Regions from separate parts of the Mus musculus genome. Here regions 2 and 3 are each linked to region 1. A link is a contact called in public promoter capture Hi-C data. All regions are on one chromosome and are shown on one strand. The core of a region is the stretch at or near the end of the contact, and the rest is flanking DNA. Distances in the headings are between cores, read along the strand shown.

Region 1 (4,070 bases), core at 1,153-3,652:
GAGTATGTGGTTTCTTTTTTTTTTTTCTTTTTTTGGTTTTTCGAGACAGGGTTTTCTCTGTATAGACCTGGCTGTCCTGGAACTCACTCTGTAGACCAGGCTGGCCTCGAACTCAGAAATCCACCTGCCTCTGCCTCCTGAGTGCTGGGATTAAAGGCGTGTGCCACCACGCCCAGCTGAGTGTGTGGTTTCTTGTCTCTTCCTGGCATGGGTCTATCTTCTGAGACTGGTCTGAATGTGAATGTGTGGGCCACTTCTCCATCTTCTCATGATCCCTAAAAAAACAAAAAAAAAACCCTCCCTCCTAGTAGACCCCTGCGCTCCTCACCCGCGCCATCCCTAGCCCACCCAGACCACCGTATCTGAGGAGCTGCTCTTCTGGGCTTTCCGTGCACAACTTCATGAACACGCTTCTGCCTTCTTCCCCAGGTTCCTAAAGGGGCTGCAGGTGGCACCTGTTCTTCTCTCTGATGAGCTGAAGGCCGCGCTGGCGGTGGAGCCCAGCCCTGGTGGGGTCCAGTACATCATTGCCACTCAGGTGAGGCCAGTACACACGGCAGGCACCCCCTTACCTGCCGGAGGGAGGGAGGATCCAAGCCTCCCCCACTGTGTCTCAGGGCGGAGGCAGAAGCCCACATCAGCCACGGCACGGAAGTAGCCACATGGCGTTCTTAGGCTCAGAGTCATTGGACACTGTCTGGTTTACTCATTTCCCCTCAGTGGTCATTTAGGGACAACTCGTAGAGGAGAGCGGGGGCGGGATGTGAGGGTTATGTACTCTGGACAGAAAGATGATAAAAAGCAGTCACTTGCCAGGAGAGGTAGATGTTGGGGTCCCTGGGAATCTGCTCTCAGGATGTAACCCACCACAAGCACGCCAGCATCCCCGCGTCTCCTGATCCTGCTCAAAGAGGCTTGCTCTGGGTCCCTCCTTTCACACGAGATGAGGGTCACTAAGATCCCCACAATCTAGCCCGGAATGGAACCCCAGGCAGCTTGAGAGGCTCATCCTGCGCAAGCTGGTGTGGACTTACCACGAAGGGACCCACCCGTGTCTCACCACCCCCCCCAATCTAATCCTGCCTTAGAGTCTCTGACCTGTAAAGTCTCCGGAGCAGCGGCTACTGCCGCACCCCATGACTGGACACTGATTTTTCTCCCCCCAGGTCGGACCAGGACCTCAAGTCCTAGACGACACTCATGATCATCTGCTAGGCCAGGATGGACTGCCACAACGGGACCTTTGACCTCTTCCACGTCCAGTGCCATTTGGAGAAAGGGGTTGCCCACTGGAACTCGGGAGCTGGCCTGCTGGTCAGCCTCTCCTGAAGGGCTGCTTGATGATCGATTATACTGGGGGATGTCGAGTGTGATGGGCAGCCATCTAGGCGATCACGGGAACCCCTCTCAAGTGCCTCCGGTTCCCCGCTGGTTTCTGAAGGGCTAGCTGACCCACTCGATGGACCTTCCAGCACTCCAGACAGCTGCTCATCAGGGATGGGGAGTCGGTGCCTCCCCCCTCCCCCAAGATGCTCTGAGGGCCTCAGTAACCATCTAAGCGTGATGGCTCAGACAGCGGTGCCTCTCTGCTGAGACTCAGGCCACAGTTTCTTTATAAAGCCTCCTGGTGAGGGTAGGGGCTGTCGAGCCCACAGGTAGGGTCCATTGTGTGTGTGGGTGCCTCATGAGGGTGCAGTCAGTGGACCTGAGGACCACAGGAATAAAGTGTGCTGTTCCTGCCTGCCCGTGTGGGCTGTGCTTTCTTCTTTCTTCCTAAACCAGCGCTTTAGGGTCTCTGGTCTACTGATCTGCTGGGTCCTACCCGCCATTGAGTTCAGTCTTGTTTCCCTATGTAGTGGAGAGGTGGGGGCTGAAGTGGGTCCTGCCAGGAACACTTCCCACTGCCCACAAGCCAGCCCCGTGAGAGTCTCCTGCCACCTTGTGACCACCCTAAGTCATACCCCAGCATACATGCAACAGCTGCTGGAGCTGGTCTAGGCCAGAGGAAAGAGACAACAGAACAACGGTGTTCCGGTGTTCTGTCCCCTGCTTTCTGGGTTTTCCCAGCCTTGCACACTATGGTCCCCTACCCCCACCCCGTAGTCACGTGACCCAGGACACACACCTGCCCCAGCTCACAGTGGGTCGGAAGTAACCTCATCTCCTTTTAGGGAGCAGCCTTTATCTGATAACTAGAGGAGCAGGTGGATGAAGTGACTTACGCCTCTGGCCCTGGGGGGGTACGGTCACAAGTCACAAGCAGTCACAAGTGGCCCTGGTACTTTCCAGCTGGAGAGAGAGGTCGATGGGGAGACTGTCCCACCCACCAAGGCTCAAAGGGAAGGTGCAGAGGAGGCCTCTGGGGCACAGCCCGACAGGGCGGGGCCTGAGCAGGGGGCGGGCCGATCAGTGAGGACTTGCGAAGTGGGCTGCAGAGTTGGACCGGGCTGCTGCGTGTGCGCAGGGTCCTCGTCATGGGGCAGATCGAGTGGGCCATGTGGGCCAACGAACAGGCGCTGGCGTCTGGCCTGAGTGAGTGAGGTGGGCTGCGGGTGGAGGGGTTGCTCAGGACCCGTGGGGCACCGCGGGGGAAGCAGGGCTCGGGCTGGTTCTGCGGACCTCAAAGCGCGGATCCTCGGAGAGACCTACCGGGGCCTCCGGGCACAGGACGGGCGGTGGCCGCTGCAGGCCGTGCTCGGCCGCCTGTTCTAGAGGCGACCCCGCCCTGCACCCTGTTGGGTCCGCGCTGGGACCTCAGAGGAGGAAGTTGCTTACAGCTGGGGAAGAGACATTCACTCGGTGGTTTCCCGCCTGGTTAGGAAAACCCCCGGAAGACCCTCTTCTGCGCACAGCCCACTTGGCCAGGAGTTGGGACTCTGGCCTTGAGGTCACTCGGGCTCCGGCTTCTCCCCGAGGGGCCTGGGATAGGAGCTAAGCTCATCCTAGAGGAGCAATCGGCTCCATCCCACAAGCGAAGTGTGCGCAGAAACTATTTCACAAGAGTCTGGACACCCCTCAGAGTGATCTTAGCCCTGATGGCCTGCCGAGTTAAGATGCAGGACACTAGTCTTTAGTCAGGTTGACACTGGCCGTGGCTTGAACAGTTCAGCTTGTCTGGGAGGTTTGCCAAGGGGCAGTGGGACCCCTGGGCTTCACTGTACCAGGAAAGGAACCTAATAGACCAGACCATGAGCAGCAGGCCTGAGACTAGAAACTGCAGACATGCCTCAAAGCCGAAGGGAGCCAGAAAAGACCTGCCAGGGCAGGGAGGATGGCCCAGACCCCCCTCCACTCACCCGGGAATAGCGCATCGAAGAGGTGATAGAGAAATCTCCCCCAGCCCACGCTGGAAGCTCCCGTGGAAGGCCTTGCAACCCCAACCTTTTGAAAATGGCGCCCCTCCCCCACCTGCAGTCTCCCTTCTTACCCTTCCCAGCCTCCTGCCAGTAGTGGTTTGTCCTGTGACCACTATGGACGGTTTCAAAAGTTACCTCCAGGAAGTGGGGGTGCCAGACACACCTAAGGGTGGGAAGACCTGGCGAGCGCTGTCCATGCAGTGTCTCCTGTCCTCGTGTGTGCTAAGGTCTCTATGTACTGCCTCAGCTAATTGTTCAGGGTGTTCAGGCTGACACAAGTCTCCTGTGCTGAGGAGTCACAGGCTGTGGCCACTTACTTTCTCCACCGAGTGTGACTTCCGCTAACTTTTCTTTTTACGGGAAAGCACAACTGTCCTGGGAAGGTTCTGAACTGTCTAGGTCCAATCAACAGGGATGTACTTTGTTTCCTTTTGTTTTTTTAACATTTGATTTTTTTCAGATTGTGTGTGTGTCTGGCCATGTGTGTAAGTGCGGGGGCGCTTGCAGACAAAGGCTAGAAGAGGGTATTGGAACCCATGGAGCTGGTGTTACATACGGGTGGCTCTGAACTGCCTGATGCGGGTGCTGAGAACCCCACTCAGGTCCCTTGGAGAGCAACCCTCGCTACTAATCCCTGAGCCATCTCTCCAGCCCCCTATTTTGTTTTTTTCTAAATCACAGAAAATTCCATCTGTTCTGGCCCCATTACCTGGC
Region 2 (4,070 bases), core at 1,019-3,518, 1.1 Mb before region 1:
TGGTGATCTGACCAAAGAACAGCTGCTCAGCTACCCTACCCCCCAGCATCATACACATGCGGTCGAAGAGCTGCTCTCGTGTGTAGAGGAACTGCTCGCGGGGAAGGTACTGGGCGTAGCCAAGCCCCTTGCCTCGAGGTATGATGGACACCTGAAAAATAAGACCGTGGAGCTGGAGAAACGGGTCAGTGGTCAAGAGCACGTACTGTTCTTGGGAAAAAAAAAACAGGTTGAGTTCCCAGAACTCACATTGGGTGGCTTACAACCATCTGTAACTCCAGCCCCAAATCAGAGGCCCCCTTGCGGACTCTGTGAGGTCTACCTTTATGTGAGCAAACCTACACCCAGACATACACACAACAATAAAGAATAGGAGAGACAGCTCAACAGATAAGAAGAACACTGGCTTCGGCTTGCGACAGATGGACCTGGGTTCAGTTCCCACCACCCACATAGTGGCTCACAAATACCCTTAACTCCATTTCCTGAGTTCTAGGGCATCTGACCCTCTTGTGCTGAGAGCAAACATGTAGGCAAAACATTCATACGCATACACTAAGTCTTAAAAAAAAAACTAAAATTAATCTTTAAAAAAATTCAAAGCCTAGATTTTGTGAGCCTCAAACATTGATCCACTAGGCCCTGAAGTGGCCATGGTCCCCTTACGACTGAGGATGGCAGGCTAAGAGCCCTGAGCTTCAGCCCTCTATAGACCAATGGAGTTGTCTGAGGAGTCTGACTGGCTCTTCAGGATTTGAATGCACAATTACTTGCATAAGAGTCAGATCCAAAGCTTATTAATGCTTAAGCTAAGCCCCAACTAGAGCCAATACCTCCTGCTCTGCCTCCCTGCCCCAAAAGGAATCTGACAAATTACAGACCCATGACTACATGAAAACTAAGGGAGGCTGGGGGACAGTTCAGGCAGTAAAAGCTCTGACCACTAAACCATATGACCAGTTTAATGCCCAGGACCCATACAGGAGAAGAAAACTGGCTCCCACCTCTGACCATCACATGTGTGTACACACAGGCACGTGCACATGCACACATGCACACGCGCGCACGCACACACACACACACACACACACACACACACACACACACACACACGCACGCACACACGCACACACAGAACGGAGAGTAGAACAGCTGTAGAACCCTATCCATGAGTGTGCTGTACCCACATGGGCTGACACCTAGAAAGCTGGAGACAGTACTTGGGCCCAGAGGCTGCCAAGGCCATCAGCTGATAAACACAGCTTGAGCAACTGACCTTCAGCAGAGGGTCTGCATGCTCCAAGAACCAGCCCACCACTGCATGCCCAGCCTCGTGGTAGGCTACAGTTGTCTTTTCACTGGGTTGTAGGACCTGGGTCTTCTTCTCAAGGCCTACAAACCACATTCCAAGGAGTGAGAAACAAGGGCAGAACGTCCACTCCCAAACCCCCTCGGCACCCAGCTGGACTGCCTGCCAGACCCCAGTCCCAGGCCAGTCAGGAACCGCTCCCGTGTCAGACAGGCTTCCCTCGGCACCAGCTCCGTTCTACTCTACTCGGGCGTGAAAGCCATCTCCCAGAACTGGAGGGCACTCTATTCACTCACTGTACCCAAACCTGACTCATCCTGTTTTAGAAAGCCACTTGGGGGCCAGACAGATGGCTCAGCAGGTTAGAAGCACTGGCTGCTCTTCAGGAAGTCGAGGGCTTCGTTCCCAACACCCACACAGCACCTCACAAGCATGTGTAACTCCGGGTCCAAAGGGATCCCACCCCCTCTGTGGGTCCTACACATGTGCTGTACACAGGCATACATATAGGCAAAAAAATATCCACACACATAGAAAAATAAAAATAAATCTAAAAACAAAATATTTAAAGCAAGCCACTCTCAGCCAACCAACTTATAAGTCCAAATCCCAGGATCGCTGTCTGTGTCGTATCAAGAGGCAACACCCAAGCGATACACAGAGGCTGTTCTCAAGGTCCAATGAGCACACTTACAACAGGTGCTGGGCAGAGAGAGCAGATAACCACCACTGCGAGGACGGATTGATTAGCTCCCCCGAGCTGCTGGAGCAGCCCTCAAGACTGCATGGCCTCCAAACTATTACTCTTCAAAGCCAACACAAAACCTCAGTGATGAATGAAGCTCAAACATGACTGCCAACCTGGCCAGCTTTTGACTGAGGACGGATCTATACAACCATCTGCCCGACTCCCTCTCTAGGAACCACACCAGACCAGCCACATCATCATTTGGCAGCTAGCTCTCCGTCTCATCAGTTCCTGCCTGGCTTGCACGGCTGGCAGAGCTGCTCCACTGTCTGAGCTACGCAGGTGGCCAGCGTGCTGGCTGGGGACAGAGGAGCCCACGAAGAAAACTCACTAACATTCACTCCTTTAACTGCTGTCCCGAGAGAACTCAAGCACCAGGCATCCTAGGATGGCCCCTGCTTGGCACAGGCTTTTCCTTGGAACCATCACTCACCCAAGCTCTGCTCCCCTCCCCCCACAGAGATCTATACCCAATCCCAGGTCTGGCTTCCCAGGGCCTGTACACACCAGAGGGGACGGAGAGTGGTGGGAGAGCCCTGGTTCTGACGTTTCAGCATACGGAACTGTTTCCTGTATGCTGAAATGAGGCTGGGCTATCCAAAAATCACCTGTCCCTTCCCAGGCTCACCTCCAATGACCCTCTCGATGGCTTGCTCAAAGTGCCGCTCCTGGACAGAAGGGCTGAGGTGGCGGGCAGCAATCAGTGCTGCTTCATTGCAAACATTGGAAATATCAGCACCTGAGTCAGGAGAAGAAAGTCAAGTCAGTGTTTCTGGCTGCTGGCGTTCCACCGAGATCAACTTCAATCAAGGAAAAATCTGAGGTAGAACCCAGGTTAAAGCACAGCCGAGGACACAGACGTTAGACAGAAATTGCTTCACTGGTCACTATTTTTTTTTTGGTTTTTCGAGACAGGGTTTCTCTGTATAGCCCTGGCTGTCCTGGAACTCACATTGTAGACCAGGCTGGCCTCGAACTCAGAAATCTGCCTGCCTCTGTCTCCAGAGTGCTGGGATTAAAGGCACCTGGCTCCTTTTTTTAATTACACCAAAACAGAGGAATGTTAGCATTTCTTCTTGGCCCCACCCCACAGTTGCCTGGCAACAGCCAGGTAGGCCTGGCTTACTACAAAAGGGGCTGCTTGCCCCCCCCCCACCCTCTTACTCTCTCTGCCCTCCTTTCCCTGAACTGTTTCTCCATTGCCCCCTCCCCTCCCCCCTCTCACCATGAGTTCATGGTCTCTCCTCTCCTTATCTCTCTCTGTCTTTCTCTGTCTCTACTCCCTTCTCAAATCCCCTCCCCATGCCCTAAATAAACCCTATTCTACACTATACATTGTGTGGCTGGTCCCTCATGGGGAAGGGATGCCTCAGCATGGGCCCTCCGAGGCACCCCTCCCACCTCACCACACCTGGCTCCATAAAACACAACAACAGTGCCTGTGTGGCAAAGTGTGAGTCCTTCAGCTTTCACAAGATTCATCTGGCCACTAGGAGGCCCTTGCAGCTAGCGCCACTTCTAATTCTAAAACTCAGTACCAGTGTTTTCATTTCTGGCTTTCAGAAGAACACACTCTGCTCTTCTTACCTCCCCCCACTTCGTAGGCATCCAAAGGAGTCACGGACTGTGCTCCTTACTACAGACCTACAATTGATTTTCTGTAACTTAAAAAAATATTACGGGAAAAAGTTATAAACCAAAAGATAATAAATCACAAATAAAAAAACGCACCTATGCAGCCACCTTTGCAAATGTGTTTCTCCTTATGGCCTCAAGTTACCATCACTCAGCCTCCTGCTTCGGCCTGGAGAGCTGCCTGCATTTCATACAGGGCAGATCTACAGAATGCTCCTCCTGCCTTTTACAATGTGTCAATGAACTCTGGCAGTCACGGTTTCTCAGCACTGCTTCAGTCTCCTGTTTCTAAACAGAAGCAGGAGCTCATCACGGAGGACCCCGTGTCACTCGGAAGCTCGCGTCTCTGCTTCCTTTTGGGTTTCATCCTCGCCTCTC
Region 3 (4,070 bases), core at 1,130-3,629, 1.0 Mb before region 1:
GGTGGCAGAGTGGGGCGGGGAGGACACTGGAGAGATGGCTCAGAGGTTAAGAGCACTGACTGCTCTTCTGAGTTCAATTCCAGCAACCACATGGTGGCTCACAACCATCTTATAATGGGATCTGATGTCCTCTTCTGGTGTGTCTGAAGACAGGTACAGTGTACTTATGTATATATAATATTAAAATAAAAAAATACAGGATTCCTGACATCATTAGAAGCCCCTACCCCCAACCCCAAATGGTTAACAAAACAATGGTTTCTTCTTTTGCCTTTAAGGGCCCTAAGATTGGGTTTCTGTCCCTCACAATCAAGGGGGGCTGTACTGTCAGGGAAGTAGCTAGCCTAACTTTCACTCTGCTTTTCTGTCCCTACCTGAGCCTCTCAAAGACCACAGAAGGACAGCTCCCTGTCCCCTGCCTCCATGCGGCGCCGCGGGCAGGTCAGAGGTCTGAACCCACCTTCAGCTCCTGGAGCTTCAGCCGGAGGTGGATCAGCCGCACCACAGCGTCCTTCTGCTTCTCTGACTGCTCGGGCAGCTCCAGGATCACCTGTTTGCATTCTTCGATGGCCTGCCGCAGCTGCTGGACATCAGAGGCCAGGAAGAGACCCTGCCCGGGTTGGAAGGCAGCAGTCAGATGACCACTTAAAAGTTTCTCCCCATGGAAGGTAGGCCTGTCCCCATGAGTAATATAGCAGACCTTAGCTCCCTCACCCAAAGGAGGACTTACTCAAGGCCCAGGAGAGTTAGTAACACAGAAGAACATGAGTGACATATGGATCTCGGAGTTTGAGGCCAGCCTGGTCTACAGAGTGAGTTCTAGGACAGCCAGGGCTACACAGAGAAACCCTGTCTCAAACAAACAAAAAGACTCCATCCATGCTCCCTGCTCCTAGCTGGACTGATCTGCCCACGGGCCTCTGAACACTGAATTCAGGCTATGTTTCACAAACAGCTTCTACAGCTGGGGATGTGGCTCTGTTGATAAAGAACGTGCCAAGCATAACCGACATCCTGGGTTCAGTCCAAATAAGCCACACTTGACGATGCAGGTCTATAATTCAGGCACTCAGGAGGTGGAGGCAGGAAGGTCAGAGGTTAAACTGGAGGAGAGAGTAGGCTATAGACCTGTCTCAAAAAGAGGAAGGGGAAAAAAGAGTTTACCCTCAGCTGCATAGCAAGTTTGAGACTAACCTGGACTTCTTATTATTATTATTTTTTGGTTTTTTTTTTTTTTGGTTTTTTGAGACAGGGTTTCTCTGTATAGCCCTGGCTGTCCTGGAACTCACTTTGTAGACCAGGCTGGCCTCGAACTCAGAAATCCGCCTGCCTCTGCTTCCCTAGTGCTGGGATTAAAGGCATGCGCCACCACGGCCGGCTTTAACCTGGGCTTCTTAAGATTATCTTAAAGACAAAACAGGAGCTAGAGAGAGATGGCTCCGTAAGTGAAGTCCTTGCCATGGACATATGAGGATCTGAGGAGGAATTCCCCAGCACACGGAGCAAACGCGGAGCATGGGAGCACGGCAGAACATGTCTGTAATCCCGGTGCTTGGGAAGGGAAATGCGGTGATCCCTCCAGTTCTGGGCCAGCTGTTCTGGCTGAATGAGCTCCAGGGTCAGTGAGAGACTCTGTCTCCAAGTAAATAAGATGGAGCAAGTGAGGCAGAGGCAAGAGGATCTCTGTGAGTCCAAGGCCAGCCTGGTCTATATAGTGAGTCAGGGCTACATAGTGAAATCCTATCTCAGAGAGATGGCAGGCAGGCAGACAGACTGACAGACAGACCGACAGACAGATGATAGATGATGACTGACAGATGACAGGCAGATATTTAGACAGATGATTGACAGGTAGTAAGATAGAAGGATAGTTATATAAACAGATGGTAGGTGGATGGATGGGTGGACAGATAGATAGTTATGTAAACAGATGATAGATGAATGGATGGATGGATAGATAGATAGAGTAGATAGCAATAGAGAGGGCCTCCTGACATTGACAGCTGGCCTCTGCACATATGTGTCATACACACATGAGATCATGTACAGACTCATACATCAAACACACATTTAAGAAAATTGTAAAAAAAAAATACCAGGTCTGATGGCACACACCTTTAATTCCAGCACCTGGAGGCAGTGCTGGGAGACTCAGAAGGAGGCAGGTCTGAGTTCGAGGCCAGCCTGGTCTACAGAGTGAGTTCCAGGACAGCCAGGGCTATACAGAGGGACTCTGTCTTGAGGGGTGACTTCTAAGGCTGGGTGTATCACTTAGGTAAGCAGTTAGGTAAGTAGAATGCTTATCTAACACACCAGAAGCCCCAGCATTACAAGCACAAACACACTTCCTCTTTAGAAATCCAAACCCAACAGCTTTCTTAGCCAAGCTTTTTCATCTCTAAAAAGGCTGAGAAGATGAGGAAGAGGCTTCTGGCTTAACGGCTGAGGAGCCAGCAGAGCAGCCGAATGCTGCAGTCACCCCAGACTCAGCACCTCTGGGTGCTCTCTCATATGCCGACCCAAAGGCTCAGTCTAGCTAAGGCCCCACGCCTAGACTGCTCCTTTTCCATTCAGACCTGAAAGCCAGGGAAGTCAGCTGACTCTGTCCTCAGGAGACACCCTCCTCCTTCCATGAGATAGATTTCTAAAGACTCAGGCAGAAAGGTAGTGCTGTCTGTCCTTCCTCTCTGGAGCTCATTTTTGCGGCTAAGTGGAAGTGTGACATGTTATAAGAAACATAAAACACCTTGGGCTCGACGGCATGGGCGTGGAATCCAACTGCTTGAGAGGCTGAGACAGGAGAATTAAAAAAATCAAGACCAGCTTAGGCTACAGAGCAAGTTTAAAGCTGGCCTTAGAAACTTCTGAAGGCTTGGGTCACTGCCTTTAAAGGATTCAAGGTGTGACCTTCAATCCCAGTACTCAGGAAGCAGAGGCTGACAGACTTCTGAATTTGAGGCTAGCCTGGTCTACAGATTGAGTTCCAGGATGGCCAGAGCTACACAGAGAAACTCTGTCTGAAGAGAAGGGACAAGAACGGAGGGGAGGGGAGGGGAGGGGAGGGGAGGGGAGGGGAAGAGGAAGAGGAAGAGGAAGAGGAAGAGGAAGAGGAAGAGGAAGAGGAAGAGAAGAGTCACTGTTTCTCTCAAATAAGGTAGAGATGCCGTGCATAAAACTAAAGGGCTTTCCAAACATACTAGGTCTCTCCTTTCTCTTTTCTCCTCAAAACAAATCTGTTGAACAAAATACAGACGAAGCCAAACAGGTGTGTATGTAAAGTGCCATTTATAAAACACCCTTGGGGACTCCAAAGGGAATCAACTCTAACATCTGTTTCTTTTCTGTTTCTTGTTTTTTTTTTTTTTTTTTTTCAAGATAGGGTTTCTCTATGGAACCTGGTTGCACTAGAACTCAATCTGTAGACCAGATTAGCCTCAAACTCAAGAGATCCACCTGCCTCTGCCTCCAAGTGCTAGGATTGAAGGCATGCATCTTCACTACCCGGCCACACTCACTCCTTAAGAACCTGAAACTTGCCGGGTAGTGGTTGCGCACGCCTTTATTCCCAGCACTCGGGAGGCAGAGGCAGGTGGATTTCAGAGTTCAAAGCCAGTCTGGTCTACAGAGTGAGTTCCAGGACAGCCAGGGCTACACAGAGAAACCCTGTCTCCAACAAAACAAAACAAAACAAAACAAAACAACCTGAAACTTAGGAGAAAAGAAGATGCGTGCCTTCCAACTGTCTCCAGACCTCAGATTTTGAAGATGAAGGTGCCATCAATGTTTCAGATTCCAAACCCAGGTGACCCTGGGTTGACTTGGGGGCCCCTGATCCCAGTGGTAGTGACTAGCTAGTAAGGAAACTGTACCCCAACTTGTGAGAGGATCTGAACAATGAGCCACCTGCAAGTCTCGTTAATGAGGGTAACACCTAAAAGCCCAGACTCAAACCTTACCACAGGGCGGGAAAAGTGGTCCTCAGACAGGCCGAGATCCATCATGCGCTCCGAGTAGTGGAATTCAGGCTCCCCAGCGGGCAGCTCAGGCAAAGTGTCTGGAGTAAGAGGACA

What was found. Promoter capture Hi-C pulls out the DNA fragments that hold promoters and counts their contacts.
Region 2: a promoter capture Hi-C map of hippocampal neurons shows a contact between it and region 1, with 2.2 times the contacts expected there. The contact joins the enhancer-like site here to the promoter of Cyba in region 1. A contact is called at or near these places in 4 of 39 promoter capture datasets (hippocampal neurons, liver and pre-B cells) and 3 of 115 datasets of contacts at active chromatin or transcription factors (astrocytes, pancreatic cancer cells and stem cell-derived neural progenitor cells).
Region 3: a promoter capture Hi-C map of neutrophils shows a contact between it and region 1, with 3 times the contacts expected there. The contact joins the enhancer-like site here to the promoter of Cyba in region 1. A contact is called at or near these places in 2 of 39 promoter capture datasets (neutrophils and pre-B cells), 5 of 115 datasets of contacts at active chromatin or transcription factors (astrocytes, embryonic stem cells, extraembryonic endoderm stem cells and 2 more) and 1 of 9 other capture datasets (adipose tissue).

What each region holds. Positions count from the first base shown.
Region 1 is chr8:122,431,272-122,435,341 of GRCm38.p6, reverse strand. Cyba (cytochrome b-245, alpha polypeptide) reads left to right here and starts at 2,402. Exons shown (of 6, transcript NM_007806.3): 1 at 2,402-2,532. The coding sequence starts at 2,475. Mvd (mevalonate (diphospho) decarboxylase) reads left to right here. Exons shown (of 10, transcript NM_138656.2): 9 at 430-538; 10 at 1,167-1,746. The coding sequence ends at 1,247.
Region 2 is chr8:123,497,314-123,501,383 of GRCm38.p6, reverse strand. Afg3l1 (AFG3-like AAA ATPase 1) reads right to left here. Exons shown (of 17, transcript NM_054070.3): 13 at 2,686-2,796; 14 at 1,277-1,392; 15 at 1-151. Among named protein-coding and RNA genes, the nearest start is that of Dbndd1, 16 kb to the left of the region's middle. Within about 2 kb of position 2,268, at least 13 of the 459 cell types and tissues checked have an H3K27ac peak or open chromatin away from gene starts, as enhancers often do. A contact at or near this core is called in hippocampal neurons, where this site is marked.
Region 3 is chr8:123,449,285-123,453,354 of GRCm38.p6, reverse strand. It overlaps Def8 (differentially expressed in FDCP 8), which reads right to left. Exons shown (of 12, transcript NM_054046.5): 3 at 3,957-4,054; 4 at 461-610. Among named protein-coding and RNA genes, the nearest start is that of Def8, 8.4 kb to the right of the region's middle. Within about 2 kb of position 2,379, at least 39 of the 459 cell types and tissues checked have an H3K27ac peak or open chromatin away from gene starts, as enhancers often do. A contact at or near this core is called in neutrophils, where this site is marked.